Regions from separate parts of the Mus musculus genome. Here all the other regions are linked to region 1. Evidence: chromatin contacts called from public ChIA-PET, Hi-C and promoter capture Hi-C data. All regions are on one chromosome and are shown on one strand. The core of a region is the stretch at or near the end of the contact, and the rest is flanking DNA. Distances in the headings are between cores, read along the strand shown.

Region 1 (2,577 bases), core at 32-2,531:
GAGCCAGGAAAATAACACTGAAATGTGAGGAAGAAAACAGGAAAAATCAGAGAGAGAGAGAGAGTCTGGGGGGGGGGTCCATTATATTTGCTTAATGCTTAAACTAGAAAATCAAATGGAATAGAAATAGAAATAGCGTTAAAAACTGTACTGGAAACCTTTTCAGAGCTCAAGCAGAATGTGTGCATTGAAAGGTCTTATGTCGTGGGTACCTGAGAGGGACTGTCTACCCTGCCAATCCTCCAAGTATGCTAGGGCGTCACCTCAGCAGAAGCAGGGAGGAAGAGGCCTCCCGAGCCTCCGAGTGAGAAACGAAGATGCAGGAGTACAAGGGTAACAGTGCGTTAGGATGGAAGTCACCTAACTGGAAAGAACATCGAGCCAGGTTCCTGGAAACAGTGTGCAACCTGTGGAAGAGAACCAGTATTTCCAGGAAAGTTATGAGCGGTTGATTTAACCACTGTGAGACTGGTGAGCTACATGAGACTCAGTGTGAATTACACACTGTCTTTGAAACATTGTTGACATTGTGAAGGCATGCTGAAATACATAATAACTGATGGTGTCTCAACTTTCAAATGGTTCAACAAGAAAAATTTAAAAATTAGAAAATTGCTCATTTTTTTTCACAAGTTTTTTCTTTTAAAAGCTTTTTCTGTTGAACTGGCTCTCATGTATTAGAGGCTGCCCATAAACTCCTGTGTCCCTGAGATTGGTCTTGAACCTTGGTCCACCTGATATTACCTCCCAAGTGTTGGGACTAAGTGTTTTAATTAGTATATATATTTAATTAGTATATAATTTAATTAATTATTATGTATTAGTTGTCCACAGCAATGGATTTCATTATGTCGGTTTATGCATGTGCATGGTGTATGTCGGTCATATTCACCCCAGTTCTGCCAATCCTCTTCCCAGCTGGCTCCCCTATGCTTTCTTGTCTTGCCTTTGTCTATCAGTTGTGGTGACCCTGTGAGTCTCCTCAGGGCTGTCTGCAGGAGCGTGGGCGGAAGCCTGTTTACAGAGCATGTACACCTTATAGCTACAGGGCTGTGGAAATTCTGTCTCCTCCCCCATCAACTTTTAACTGCCTGTGAGTCCTGGAGAGGGTGGGGCTCCACGGATCCCTTGCTCTTCCCTGGAAGGGTCCTGACAGACCCAGCCTTGCAGTCCAGTGCAGATGTCAAGGCTGCTGTGGGTCTGCGATTGCCAAAGTCCTGTCGTATCCGGAAGTCAGCTTTCCACAGCTATCTCACTTCCGCTGACTCTTCCGTTCTCTCTGCTCCATCTTCCACAGTGCCCCCGAGCTTTGAGGGGCTGTTCTATATGTCCTAGGTATAGCGGGCGAGGTATTCAAACTGTCGTTTAGTTTATTCTCTCGACTTTGAGTAGTTATGAGTCTGCAGTCACTGCTGCCCACTGGAGGAAGAAGCTTGTCTGAGCAGCTCTGCGGGCATGTGAGCTCTGGAGAAGGCCGTTTGATAGGCGCGACTTGCATCCTGCAGCCCCTCTTCCCAGCTACAGGCTTTTGACCAGCGGAGAGCGTCCGAAGCGAGGTCCTTCCTGTGGCAAGTCCAGCCCCGAGGTGGGCAGGCTTCCCGCCGTACCAGTGCTCTCAAGCTGCCTGGCCGTCAGTGTTGGTACCCGGAGGGCGAGCTGCATGGCGCCCCCTGGCAGCTTCAGCCTAGCCAGCAGGGGGGAGGTTCCAGCCCAGCTGCAGCTTGCTTTCTCTGTGTCTGGGGTCAATCCTGTGTGATCTTGAGCAGCACAGTCTGACCAACTAGTTATGGTAGGAAACTAAGGGCAGTGGCCTGGGTTGTTTTGGGGTTCTTGGGAGCACCCATGGTCACCTCCTGAGAAGTGCCTTGCCCTGGTCCTGGGATTCTTGTTTAATAGGCTGTAACCTCTGGAAACACCTTTATTCATCCCCACAGGGTGAATATCCCATTCAAAATATTTTTAAAAATTGTTTTTTGATTAGCTTACCAAAATGTCAGCTTTCCATGTATCATTTCTTTCGGTTGACATCCTAGACTGTACATTCTGTCTGCCATCTGCTCTCGCTGAGTGAGACCATCGTGTCCCTTCTATGTCACACGGGTTCTGCTGTCTCCCCACCCCCAACTTAAAGATCATATTTCTCCTGTGATATAGATGTGTATATATAAAAGAGCTGAACACACATGAGAGAGTTAAGGTAATAGAATATTTTTCAGTTTCTTCCATTTCTTGAAAATCTCATAGTTTCAAGTTATTGGATGACTTGAATTCCATTGTGTGTGTACCTCATTTTTGTTGTTACTTGAGTTAATAGTGTCTAGGCTGACTGTATTTCCTAGCTACTGTGACTAGAGCGGCCGTGACCACAGATGTGCAGGTCTCTTTGGTAGGATGCAGAGTTCTTCGGGTGGGTGCCCAGGAGTGGGATGGGTGGGTCATATGGCAACTGTAGCATTTGCTTTCTTAGAAATCACCACGTTGGTTTTCCTTGTAGCTGCAGAAGGTTATATGCCCACCAACACCATTCCAATATCCGTGTCTTGCTGTTAGCCATTCTTCCTGATGTAGATGGAATCT
Region 2 (2,577 bases), core at 49-2,548, 480 kb after region 1:
TGCTGCTTGACTCAGGCTAAACCATGGATTTCCTTACTTCTCATTACTGAGCCCAGAAAGGGCTAATAATCAGCGAGGCTAGCAAAGCTCTGAAATCCCATCGCAAGTTGGAAAGGGAAATGAGTGTTAAAATCATCTTTGAAGCGATACCCATGGCTTCACAGGATGAACATGGTCATTCAGAATGGACAGGTCTACAGGAAATCTAAGCACTTCATCCAGCCCAGACTGTGGAACCAGGACAAACCCAGCCAGGCACATACCTTCTACCCATCGCAGAAGGCCTAAGGACTGTCCTGACAGCCTCACAGTGGGTCTGCTCCCCAGCTGAAGTGATTTCAACTTGATTATGGCTTAGTGAGCCTGCTCCTCCACTCTTGATTACCCCCCCTCCCCATCTCTGTATGTTCCTCATTTCCAGATGTAGTTTACTGGTCTAAATCATTTAATAAAAGGACGATAGCTGCCATAATTCTGATGAATACTGGTGATAGTACAAGAAAGCAGAGGTTTGTCTACATAGCTATCTTTGACAGTGTTTACAGAGGCATTTTGCAGCCAATACTAAACCACACGTCATACCTTTTTTTCTTTCAGTGTTGTGTCCATCTTTCTATCCCTGGACACCGACAGAGCTATTGTCAGTGCCAGCTTGTGTCCAAGGCAGAGACTCTCATATGCACGGCACACAGTCTCTGCCTCAGAGAAGACTGTCTACATAGGCAGACAGAACCGGAAAAAAAAAAAAAAAAACAATAATTCCACATAAGTGAGATCAAAGAGGCTCGGGTAAGTTATCACACAGGAAGTAATTAACTTTGCTTGGGCAGCATGGGGGAAACCAAAATCCAAACAGAGATCCCTACAAAACATTTAAGAAGTCTGCCAGGCTCCTGATAACGAGCCAGGTCCAGAATGCATGAGCTCATCTGAACTGGATAGATAAACTGGGTGCAAAAGTGGACCAGTTCTCAGCCCTGGCTGCTTATAATAGTGGTGAGGAGAACTCCCCCTTCAGGGAAACCAGAGTCCCTGAAGTGAGGCTCAGTGTAGCACACTGGAAACATCTTTCCAAATGAGTGTGCACACATGTGCACACATACACATAGACACACACAAAGAAATAGACATCAAACTCACACATACAACCAAAACACACAATCTCAAAGAATAAGTAGTAAAAAAATTAAGTACTTCTGACTGAGTCATAATCAATCACTCAGGTCCTCTGAGAGCCTCAGGCGATGAGAAAGGATTCAAGGTCTCTGGGACTTTCAAAGGTCTTCCTTTCCTGACAGGCGTTGAGGTCAGTGACAAACGCACCCTTAGCAGGGTGGCCCAATGTTGAAGGAAACTGGGTCTCACAGACTGTCACACTGGTAACACTGACGAATGCTACTGCCAACCTTTAATTTGAAAGAAAAAAAAAAGTTCCCCATGCATAGAAATAGCTTCATTTTTAAATAGCTAAATTTTTGTGTGAGATTTTTTTTTCATTCCCTACATTTCTCAGAAGAGTATGTTATTCCCCCAAGTGCTACAACTAAAACCATGCAGCCATGTGGCAGGATATCAGCAGCCACTTTAGGTTTCCTGTCAGCCCATGTTGAAAGCCACCTTCAGTGCAAGCCTCTTGGGGGTGAAGCACAGCGGGAGGGGTTCTGGCTCATGCTGCTGCTGTTGCTGAGCCTCTATGTGAGTCTAGGCAATCCAGAGAGAATTTCTTCCTGATGAGTACATGACTTTTTCCATACAAACACCACCACCTCAAACACATCCTTTGCCGTCCCAGCAGCTGTCACCCACCGAACGGGCATGCTCACTGCACATCACCCGGGCAGGGGTTCCCTACCGTGGGAACGCTCTGAGAGAAGCCCAGCCTCCTGTCTATCTCTGATTTCCCAACCATCGTGAACAGTAAGAACTCCCGAGGCTGATTACTGGAAGAGAAATGAACTTCAGAGCAAGTAGGCAAATAAGTATCAGAGAAAGGATTGGGTGGCAAATTTAAAACTGTGGACGTGGGTGAAACCTCCAGTAAAGAAACATGGAAGCTGTGTCAAGAGATGCTCAATAAAGGGAGCGCGAGATGCCTCAGAGGGTAGGGGCTCGTGCCACCAAGACCGAGGACCAAGTTTGATTTCAAAGACCCACATGGTGAAGGTGAGAACTGACTCCCACAAGTTGTCCTCTGACCCCCATGCGCTCCATCGTACCAGCTGTCCTCCCTATAAAATAAACAAATGATTAAGCAAATAAAATATATATAAGGAGCTGTTTAACAAACCTCCTTTGAGTCTATCAAGTCCTAATTACAAAATTACGCACCATCAACAGGCACGGAGCAGAGCCCGGCTTATCTAGCTGAGACAAGTGTGTATCTATTTCCAAGTGCTCACCAGGCTGAGAATCTGTTCTCCGGTGTGGGCACTTGCATCTCCAGGTAGGCACTATAACCCTGCTTCTGCTGAGAACATGGCACTGAGGTCTGAAAAGCTGCCCAGTCTGCCTCTGTTTCTCCTCTGTGCGGGGCCTGACAGCGCCCGTCAACAGGGACATCACACTCGTTAGGTTTGT
Region 3 (2,577 bases), core at 58-2,557, 400 kb before region 1:
CTGTTACGGTTGTTTTCTGAGCAGAGTTTCATGTAGCTCAGGCTGCCCTCTAACCTTTTACCAACCAGGACTGGACTTGAGCTGATCTTTTTGCCTGAGTGCTGGGGTTACAAACACGTGCCACTATGCTGGCCAGTTTCTGTTGTTACGGTAATATCTTTCAATATTCAATATGTGGTGTAAATGTTATGTAAGTTAAAATTAAAGTGTGTTTTGATAGCATAAGGATTTATTCGAGTTTGTTTTCTTTTTATTATTAAGGATTTTAAAATTCCCAGTAATCCAGCATTGAAAACCCCCATGGTTGCTGTGTCTGAAGATCTGGATATAGAAGTGGAAGAGGAAGACGAGCTGAAGGCTAGAGGTGGGCTCTTCTGTCAGTGCTCCTCTCTGCGGCCCTGCCCATTTGACTAGGAAGCTGCATAATGAGTAGTTCAAAACAGATGAGAGATGATAATTAAGGACAGAGCCCACAGACGTGATCTTGTAGACCAGCGTTTGCAGTAATTGCAAACTTGATTTGTCTGGTGTCACTTTGTCACAGCTGGACTCTCCCTTGTCTTCTGGGAGCCTTTAGCCGTTGACCTATTTTTGGGTTCTCACCTGCCAGGGAAGGGTTGCTAGGGTGATGTGAAGTCGGTACCTTGGCAGACTGCACGTCTTACCCAGCGCTGAGGAGGCTGAGGTCAGAGGTTAGCTTACACTGCTCTTATTTTACCTGCATCTATAAAAAGAAACGAAAAGAAAGGAAGACAAGAGTAAGGGGGCGGCATTATTTGGAAAAGGAGCCAGGCGGTTCCAGGGCTCCTCTTGACCTAGTCACTCAGAACTTTGAACTTCCACACTAGGAGGCAGTGGGACAGGATTTCCTGGTTTTTTTTTTTTTTTTTTTTTTTTTTGGTTGGTTTTTCGAGACAGGGTTTCTCTGTAGCCCTGGCTGTCCTGGAACTCACTCTGTAGACCAGGCTGGCCTTGAACTCAGAAATCTGCCTGCCTCTGCCTCCTGAGTGCTGGGATTAAAGGCGTGTGCTACCACGCCCAGCTGGTTTTCCTGTTCTCAAGGCTCACAGTACTTAATGTAAACTCTGAATGTTCCGCTAGTTGTTGGGACACAGGACCTGTGTGCATATTAGACAAGCACCCTTCTACTGAGCTGCAGTAGGGTTTTTTTAAGTTTATTTTTTAGGTTTTTTTGTTGTTGTTTTTCTTTGAAACAGAATTTCTCTATTACATACTTATAGCTGTCTTGGAACTTGCTGTGTAGACCAGACTGACTTTAAGCTCACAGAGATCTACTTGCCTCTGCTTCCCCAGTGATGGGATTAAAAGCGTGCGCCAAGGGGCTGGAGAGGCGGCTCAGCGGGTAAGAGCACCAACTGCCCTTCCCTGTCCTGAGATCAATTCCCAGCAAGCACATGGTGGCTCACCACCATCTGTAATGGGATCTGATGCCCTCTTATGGTGTGTCTGAAGAAAATTACAGTGTATTTATATACATTAAGTAAAAATAAATACATAAATAAATCTTTAAAAAAGTGTGCACCACCACACCTTGCTTATAATTCTAGTTTTGAGATATTTGTCATTGTTTCTATTTTGTTGTGTTGGGAGTTGTCAGTCTCTGTTTTCTCTCTTAATGATAGAGCAAACTGAGAAAAATAGAGTGCCAACCAACAGACGAGGTAAATGCAGCCTGTGGAAGGCACTGTGCTCCATGCCCATCACAGACGTCAGGCTGACTTCCCACTTGGGCTTTGGGCCAAATGAGAACTGTAATCTTAAGTCAGATTATTTAAAATATATTCTTAAACTGGTTGTGTCTCACTTTTAATCCAGTACTCGGGAGGCAGAGGCAGGCGGATCTCTGTGAGCTCAAGGTCAGCTGGTCTACAGATTGAGTTCCAGGACGTTAGTGCTACATAATGAGACCCTAGTCATTGTGACCACCCCATGTATTCTTTCTTACATAACAGTAGAAAAGGTTGTTTTTTAAGTGCAGATTTTTAGGTTAAATTAACAAACCCTTGAATTTATCTAAAGCTTAAAAATTTAGAGAGTGAGAAATTTCCAACAGTGTGGCCACTGAGTTGTTCAGGCGCTGCCCTGTGTCTCCATGTGTCTGTGTTTTTAATGTTGTTCCTGTACTGTGCCAGTGAATGTGTGTATGTTTGCCCACTAGGCATTGAATTCTGGGCTCTATGCACAGTATGCATATGCTCTGCTAGTGAACTATCAGCCCATTCTATAGCTTTAACTTTTGAAATTGTTCTTAATAAACACCAAACAAATTGAGTCATTCATGTTTTGCTGAATGGTGACTTAATATTTCTTTTTCACAGGCCTGACAGGTTTGAAAAACATTGGAAATACTTGTTATATGAACGCGGCGCTGCAGGCTCTTTCTAACTGGTAAGTAGTGAGACCAATACGGGTTTTCTTTCTTTTCTTCTCCCCACCCTCTCTCTCTCTCTGGCTGTCCTAGAACTTGCTTTGTAGACCATATTGGTCTTGAACTCAGAGATCCGACTGGCTATGCCTCCCAAGTACAGGAACTAAACATATACCCCACTCCACTCA
Region 4 (2,577 bases), core at 20-2,519, 320 kb before region 1:
TGCTGCTTAAACAATGTTTTTATTACATGTATTTATTTGTGTATATGTCTACATGTTGACGGATACACTTGGTAGAGGTGTGGAGGTAGAGTCTGCCCCTCTACCATGTAGGCCCAGAGGATAGAACTTAGTTCCTGGTGGCAGGCAACCTTACTGAATTACCCCTTCCATACCTGCCTTTTAAACGTGAAATGTCATTGCTGCGTGGAGGACTGTGAGCTTTCGTGCTGGTTCTCATACACTCGAGGGACTCACTGTGTTCTGTAAGACCAAGTGTTGACAAACCTATTCCATGGTTAGGATTTGAAAGTACAATTGAGCAGTCAAAACAGCCTTCATTTTGAAAGGCCACTCAGCTTTCTGGAAATGGAAGAGTGGAAATGATAATGTGTTTGATCACAAAGCAGCTGTATGTCTTAGTGGTTTACTGTAGGCAAAAGGTGTTAACTGTAACTCGTAGAATTGATGAGAGATCTTCAGGCTCTTTTAAGTAATTTGTATAAGAACATACTATAAACAGTTGTTGAGGGATTTTGTTTATTTTTGTTTTGTCTTTTGGTATACATAAAGTAAGAAACCAAGGTATGAAAAATACAATTTTTTAAAGGTTTTCTTTTTTTTTGTTTAAGATTTTATTTTGTATTATGTATATTGGGTGTTTTGCCTATGCCTGGTGCTCACAGAGGCTTGAAGAGGGGGTCAGATTCCCTGGAACTGGAGTTACAGAGCGTTGTGAGCCACCAAATGGTCCTGGGGATCCAACCCAGGTCCTCTGAAAGAGTAACAAGTGCTCTAAACTGCTGAGCCATCTCTCTTCCCCTTCAGACTTAATCTTTAATTGCCACGAGTGAGTGAGTGAGTGAGTGTGTGTGTGCGCGTGCGTGCGTGCGTGCGTGTGTGCGTGTGCGTGTGTGTGTGTGAGTGTGTGTGCGTGCGTGCGTGCGTGCGTGCGTGTGCGTGTGTGCGTGTGTGTGTGTGTGTGTGTGTGGTGTCTTGTCTTGCAGTTTCTAATTGGAATATGACAGCGAAATGTACTTTTCTGGTTTCCTCTGTTGAATTGTAGCTGTTCCTTGTACGTTTTTCTCCCTAAATTTGAGGAGTTCTGAGTGATAATTTTGCTGAATTAGTCTGTATCTTGATTCTCTTCTTTAGCACGGATTCCTGATTGCTTGAGTTTCAGTGTCATGAATATTGTGGTTGTGGTTGGTTTTCAAGTTGCCACCTTGGTGTAGGCGTGCCTTAGCTGTCTTCCACACTGCGGCTCTGCTGCCTTTAGATGCTTCTTACTGAGTTAGATAGATCTACTGAGCTTTTCACTTCCCGGAGCCTCTCCCTGCTACACAGGTCATAGAAGAATAATTTTGCTTTGCTTTTTCATATTTTCTGTGGTTTTAAGTAGGAAGTATGACATGTATGTAGTGAGTAGTCTTTTCCTGAAGGTGCAATCAGTAACTTGTTAATGGTTAGGAAGGAAGAAACCTAAAGCCCAAAACCAAACCGAACCAAACCAACAACAACAACAGCAATACTAATAAGAAACTAAGCAGCAGCACAAAGCAGGTATGTATGGCTACAGTGCAGATCAGTTAGAGCAGTGCTGGTGCTTACAGTATCTGCAGAAGAGCAGGAACAAGCACACTGCAAATAGACTCAAGGGTAGACGTGAGAAACGGGGGACCTAGAGGCAAAAGAAATGGTGAAGAATTTTCAGGAGAAAAAATTGGTTGAAATCCAGTTAGAAAACCAAATGTAAACAAATATAGCTAAAATGAGAATTTTAAAAAATCTTTACTAAAAGGTAGTTGTCAGAGTACCATAGATGTCATTGTGGTGACCTCACCTGTAATTGAAGAGCTTCCTCTGGACCCCAGATGTCCCTGCCTTTATGTAGCTGTGCTTCTCGTGTGTATTAACCCTCCTCCACCACACCTGGGAGCACTCCTGTCCTTTTTACTTCTCCTCTTTATTCATCTGGTGCAGAAAGCCAGGATTGAACCAGGGACCTTTCTGCTGACAATTATTTTGAAGAATCAGACCAGTGTTCTTGGCAGAATGTCTTAAAGCTAGATGTTTATAAAAACAGGTTTCCACATTTATTTTTCAAGGTTAAAAATGTCCAAATGAGCTCTGAAGAATGCTCTCCACCATGGAAATGGAAGCTTGGCCCCTGGAAGAAGATGGTGGTGCACTGAATAGTAAAATTTTCCATCTTCCTCCTCCTGTTTTTCTCTCTCCCTCCTCTGTTGATGGCTGTACATGCAAATACTGCCTAGAAAATGGACAATAAGGTCTTTTAGCCATAATAAATGTTTATGTTCATAAGAGTCAGTAAAATTTGGCCAGAAAGGGTAGTGGAAATAGCTTAGATATAGGTACTGTTATTAAATACCATCTCTTAGCCTGACAGCTAAATGTCTGTATGTCAAGGTGATAAATAAAGTGAAATTGAGAACTCTGTGCTGCTGATAAACTCACTGTTAGCATCGTGTAAGGATCAAGCAGACAGTTCTTACAGAGTCAGCACACAGCAGTCCCGTTGGAAAGTTATAACTTCACATCACACAGGAAGCACGCATC
Region 5 (2,577 bases), core at 43-2,542, 270 kb before region 1:
AACTTTCTTCTACACTTTACCATCCTGTGGCTGGTACCTCAGGGGGAAGGGATACCTCAGCATGGGCCCACAGAGGCACCTTATTGCCCCACACCATACCAAGCCTCCACAAAACATATCCCTGGCTTCTTTTTCTTTTCTTTTTCTTTTTTATAAAACATAATAGTGATCTTAACTTCCTGGGCCTCAACATCTATCTTCAGTGTTGGGGATTGAACCCAGGGCCTGATGTGTGCTAGGCCACCATTTTAACCACCTAAGCCAACTGTCCAGCCCACTAATCACCCATGGACAGAACCAAATGTGTACCACTGAAATCTCGTGGCTCTTGTTAAAATTTACCCACACACTTTTAGGGGCCTCATGACCTCAAATTGACCTGTGATGATATAGTCATTTTGCTGCTTGTCACAGGAGCAGTTAGAAATGAGGCCTCAATTTTCACTAATGCCCTAGGAAAGAGAGGTCCACCCCCTGAATCACGGCAACTTTGTCCCTTCTGTCTAAACAGTAAATTGTTGTATTTTTTTTCCAAGTAGAGCAGTGTCTGATAAATTAGTTGAAAAAACAAGAGGGTTTAGGCAGCTCTAAGGAAATTCTTCTGTCAGAGAAAGCAGGTCTGAGTGTGTTCTGTGGCCCTCTGAAGGTCTTGTGCTTTGTCTAGCTGTCTGTGACTACATACTGTGCTCTTTGTTTCTCTAAAGGGCACGGGGCTTTGCAACAGGTGAGCTGAGGTCTTTGGCTATGCCCGAACCACAGAGGTGACATTTGACAATGTATTTCCAAGTCACAAGCTGTGAGTCACAGCAACGGGAAAATCGGAAATAATAATACCAAGGGTGGCGATGACAGCCGGAAGCCGTGTTGTGTTATTGTTAGAAGCTTTTGGGGATCACATTACTAAAACATGACAATGAAGGGTTCCCACTCTGAGTTTCTAGATATCAACACTCCTTTCCCTAATATGTAAAATCTGAACAGAGACCAGAATATATACATACAAGGAAGGTTTCATGCCTAGTAAACAGATTATTAGAATTTTAGTAAGCCATAAACAGGGCTGATTTTCCTTTGAAATTATAATATCCAGTAAAGGTTAAAACAAACAAACAAACAAACCCCCACAAAACCACTTTTACTTCCTGAGAAAAACACAAAACACACATGGGAAGAGTAGATTGTGCCCATGGCTAAGGAGCAAGCAATGGAGACCTAGCAAGACAGGAAGATTCAGGGATTCTCCCAGACACATGCAGTTCTCCAAAGCTCTTCGCCAGCTCCTGGTTCCCTGCATCAGCATGAACTCCTCAGAAATATTTTCCAGTCATTACTCATGTGATCTCTCAAGGCTTATCCCAGCCTTCTCTTTTTCTCTCTTTTAACTCCTTAGTAACACTTCTCAGGAGACAGGCTCTGTTAACTATGCTTCTCCTTAGGGGTGTCCTCAGCTCCTTCCCAGCACAGCCTGCTGCAATAGTTAATGTGTGAGGCTAGGAGCGCAGGCTGACAGCTCACACCACTGTGCACTGAGGGGTGAGAAACTGGCACAAGGACCTGCACACAGAGACCTTTGTCTCCAGATGTCCACCAGGTAACTGAGTGGCCTTGACCAACTTTTCCACTTCTCTGGGCTTCATTCTCTCCACCTGATAGTGAGGGAGATTTCCCTAGAAGTTCCCAGGGTGGTGTTGGCGCACACAATTAGAAGTTGGTCTGATTGTATTTCTCTGGGATGACATCACTGTTTTCTCCTTCACTATTTCTGACTATACATAGATGCTTTTATGGAAAGTGGACAAGGTGAGGGTACTTGCTAACTATATATCGGAATGCTAGAAGAGAAGCATGACTTTCAGGGGGCATCCTGATGACAGGACATGTTTTGGAGAGAGCTGGTGATTGAACCCCAGACCTTGGACATCGTTGGCAGGAGCCCTTGCCACTAAGCCACACCTCCAGTTCCTCCTCTCATTTAAACCACGGCTTAACCAGTTCATTCCTGTCCACGAATAAAACTATTTTCTACCCCATGATCTTGATTAAGTCCCTTGCTTTTTCTGAGCATTGACTTTCTTGTCTGTATAGGAGATGGAATATGACCCTCCTTGCTGGCCACTAGACTATGGTATTGTTTAAGGATTCTCTGAGGTAACCTGGAACAAGGCAGGTGCACAGAAGGCACTAATCTCAAGGCATTTTACCCCACAAGTGGTTAGAAAATACTACTCTATGATGACATTAAAAAATAAGGTGTGTGTGTGTGTGTGTGTTGGGGATCAAATCCAAGGCTTCACAGATACCAGGCAAATGTTCTAGTCTTGGGGTGCAAACCCACCCCCAAACTAGATTGCTTTTACTGTGAGTTGTGCAGAATATAGTGTGTGGTGAGGGAGATAGGTTTTCATATATTGTCACCGCACGTTTAACTTATGTAGGGGGTTGAGAGTCAAATAGTAAAGAGGAATGCTGGACATTAACCCACAGCACCCCACTGGCTGTGTAGAGCACCCCACTACTATAGAGCTGAGCTTAGGAGCTGAGATTCTTGCAGCCCTGCCTTTTCTCTGCTGAGAATCA

Evidence for each region. A called contact is a pair of places that touch in the nucleus more often than the background predicts. ChIA-PET counts read pairs in DNA pulled down with a chosen protein or histone mark. Capture Hi-C pulls out chosen DNA fragments and counts their contacts.
Region 2: a contact with region 1 is called in a Hi-C map of Th1 cells, with 3 times the contacts expected there. The contact joins two enhancer-like sites. A contact is called at or near these places in 11 of 484 Hi-C or Micro-C datasets (CD8 T cells, Th1 cells, bone marrow-derived macrophages and 5 more), 2 of 115 datasets of contacts at active chromatin or transcription factors (large pre-B cells and memory CD8 T cells) and 1 of 9 other capture datasets (liver).
Region 3: a promoter capture Hi-C map of pancreatic islet shows a contact between it and region 1. The contact joins two enhancer-like sites. A contact is called at or near these places in 1 of 484 Hi-C or Micro-C datasets (embryonic stem cells) and 2 of 9 other capture datasets (liver and pancreatic islet).
Region 4: a contact with region 1 is called in an RNA polymerase II ChIA-PET map of memory CD8 T cells, with 14 read pairs. The contact joins two enhancer-like sites. A contact is called at or near these places in 1 of 15 datasets of contacts at CTCF or cohesin (the NIH/3T3 cell line), 3 of 115 datasets of contacts at active chromatin or transcription factors (CD8 T cells, effector CD8 T cells and memory CD8 T cells) and 1 of 9 other capture datasets (pancreatic islet).
Region 5: a contact with region 1 is called in a promoter capture Hi-C map of pancreatic islet. The contact joins two enhancer-like sites. A contact is called at or near these places in 3 of 9 other capture datasets (adipose tissue, embryonic stem cells and pancreatic islet).

Annotation. Positions count from the first base shown.
Region 1 is chr3:152,762,125-152,764,701 of GRCm38.p6, forward strand. All of the region lies in intron 9 of Pigk (phosphatidylinositol glycan anchor biosynthesis, class K), which reads left to right. Among named protein-coding and RNA genes, the nearest start is that of Gm40181, 7.3 kb to the left of the region's middle. Within about 2 kb of position 1,282, at least 136 of the 459 cell types and tissues checked have an H3K27ac peak or open chromatin away from gene starts, as enhancers often do. A contact at or near this core is called in CD8 T cells, Th1 cells, effector CD8 T cells and 2 more, where this site is marked.
Region 2 is chr3:153,239,718-153,242,294 of GRCm38.p6, forward strand. The region is part of intron 3 of St6galnac3 (ST6 (alpha-N-acetyl-neuraminyl-2,3-beta-galactosyl-1,3)-N-acetylgalactosaminide alpha-2,6-sialyltransferase 3); the gene reads right to left. Among named protein-coding and RNA genes, the nearest start is that of Gm52634, 15 kb to the right of the region's middle. Within about 2 kb of position 1,299, at least 43 of the 459 cell types and tissues checked have an H3K27ac peak or open chromatin away from gene starts, as enhancers often do. A contact at or near this core is called in CD8 T cells, Th1 cells and memory CD8 T cells, where this site is marked.
Region 3 is chr3:152,361,639-152,364,215 of GRCm38.p6, forward strand. Usp33 (ubiquitin specific peptidase 33) reads left to right here. Exons shown (of 24, transcript NM_133247.3): 6 at 262-364; 7 at 2,340-2,409. Among named protein-coding and RNA genes, the nearest start is that of Usp33, 16 kb to the left of the region's middle. Within about 2 kb of position 1,308, at least 3 of the 459 cell types and tissues checked have an H3K27ac peak or open chromatin away from gene starts, as enhancers often do. A contact at or near this core is called in pancreatic islet, where this site is marked.
Region 4 is chr3:152,441,717-152,444,293 of GRCm38.p6, forward strand. All of the region lies in intron 4 of Zzz3 (zinc finger, ZZ domain containing 3), which reads left to right. Among named protein-coding and RNA genes, the nearest start is that of 3110067G11Rik, 47 kb to the right of the region's middle. Within about 2 kb of position 1,270, at least 16 of the 459 cell types and tissues checked have an H3K27ac peak or open chromatin away from gene starts, as enhancers often do. A contact at or near this core is called in CD8 T cells, effector CD8 T cells and memory CD8 T cells, where this site is marked.
Region 5 is chr3:152,496,544-152,499,120 of GRCm38.p6, forward strand. The region is part of intron 10 of Ak5 (adenylate kinase 5); the gene reads right to left. Among named protein-coding and RNA genes, the nearest start is that of 3110067G11Rik, 8.3 kb to the left of the region's middle. Within about 2 kb of position 1,293, at least 8 of the 459 cell types and tissues checked have an H3K27ac peak or open chromatin away from gene starts, as enhancers often do. A contact at or near this core is called in pancreatic islet, where this site is marked.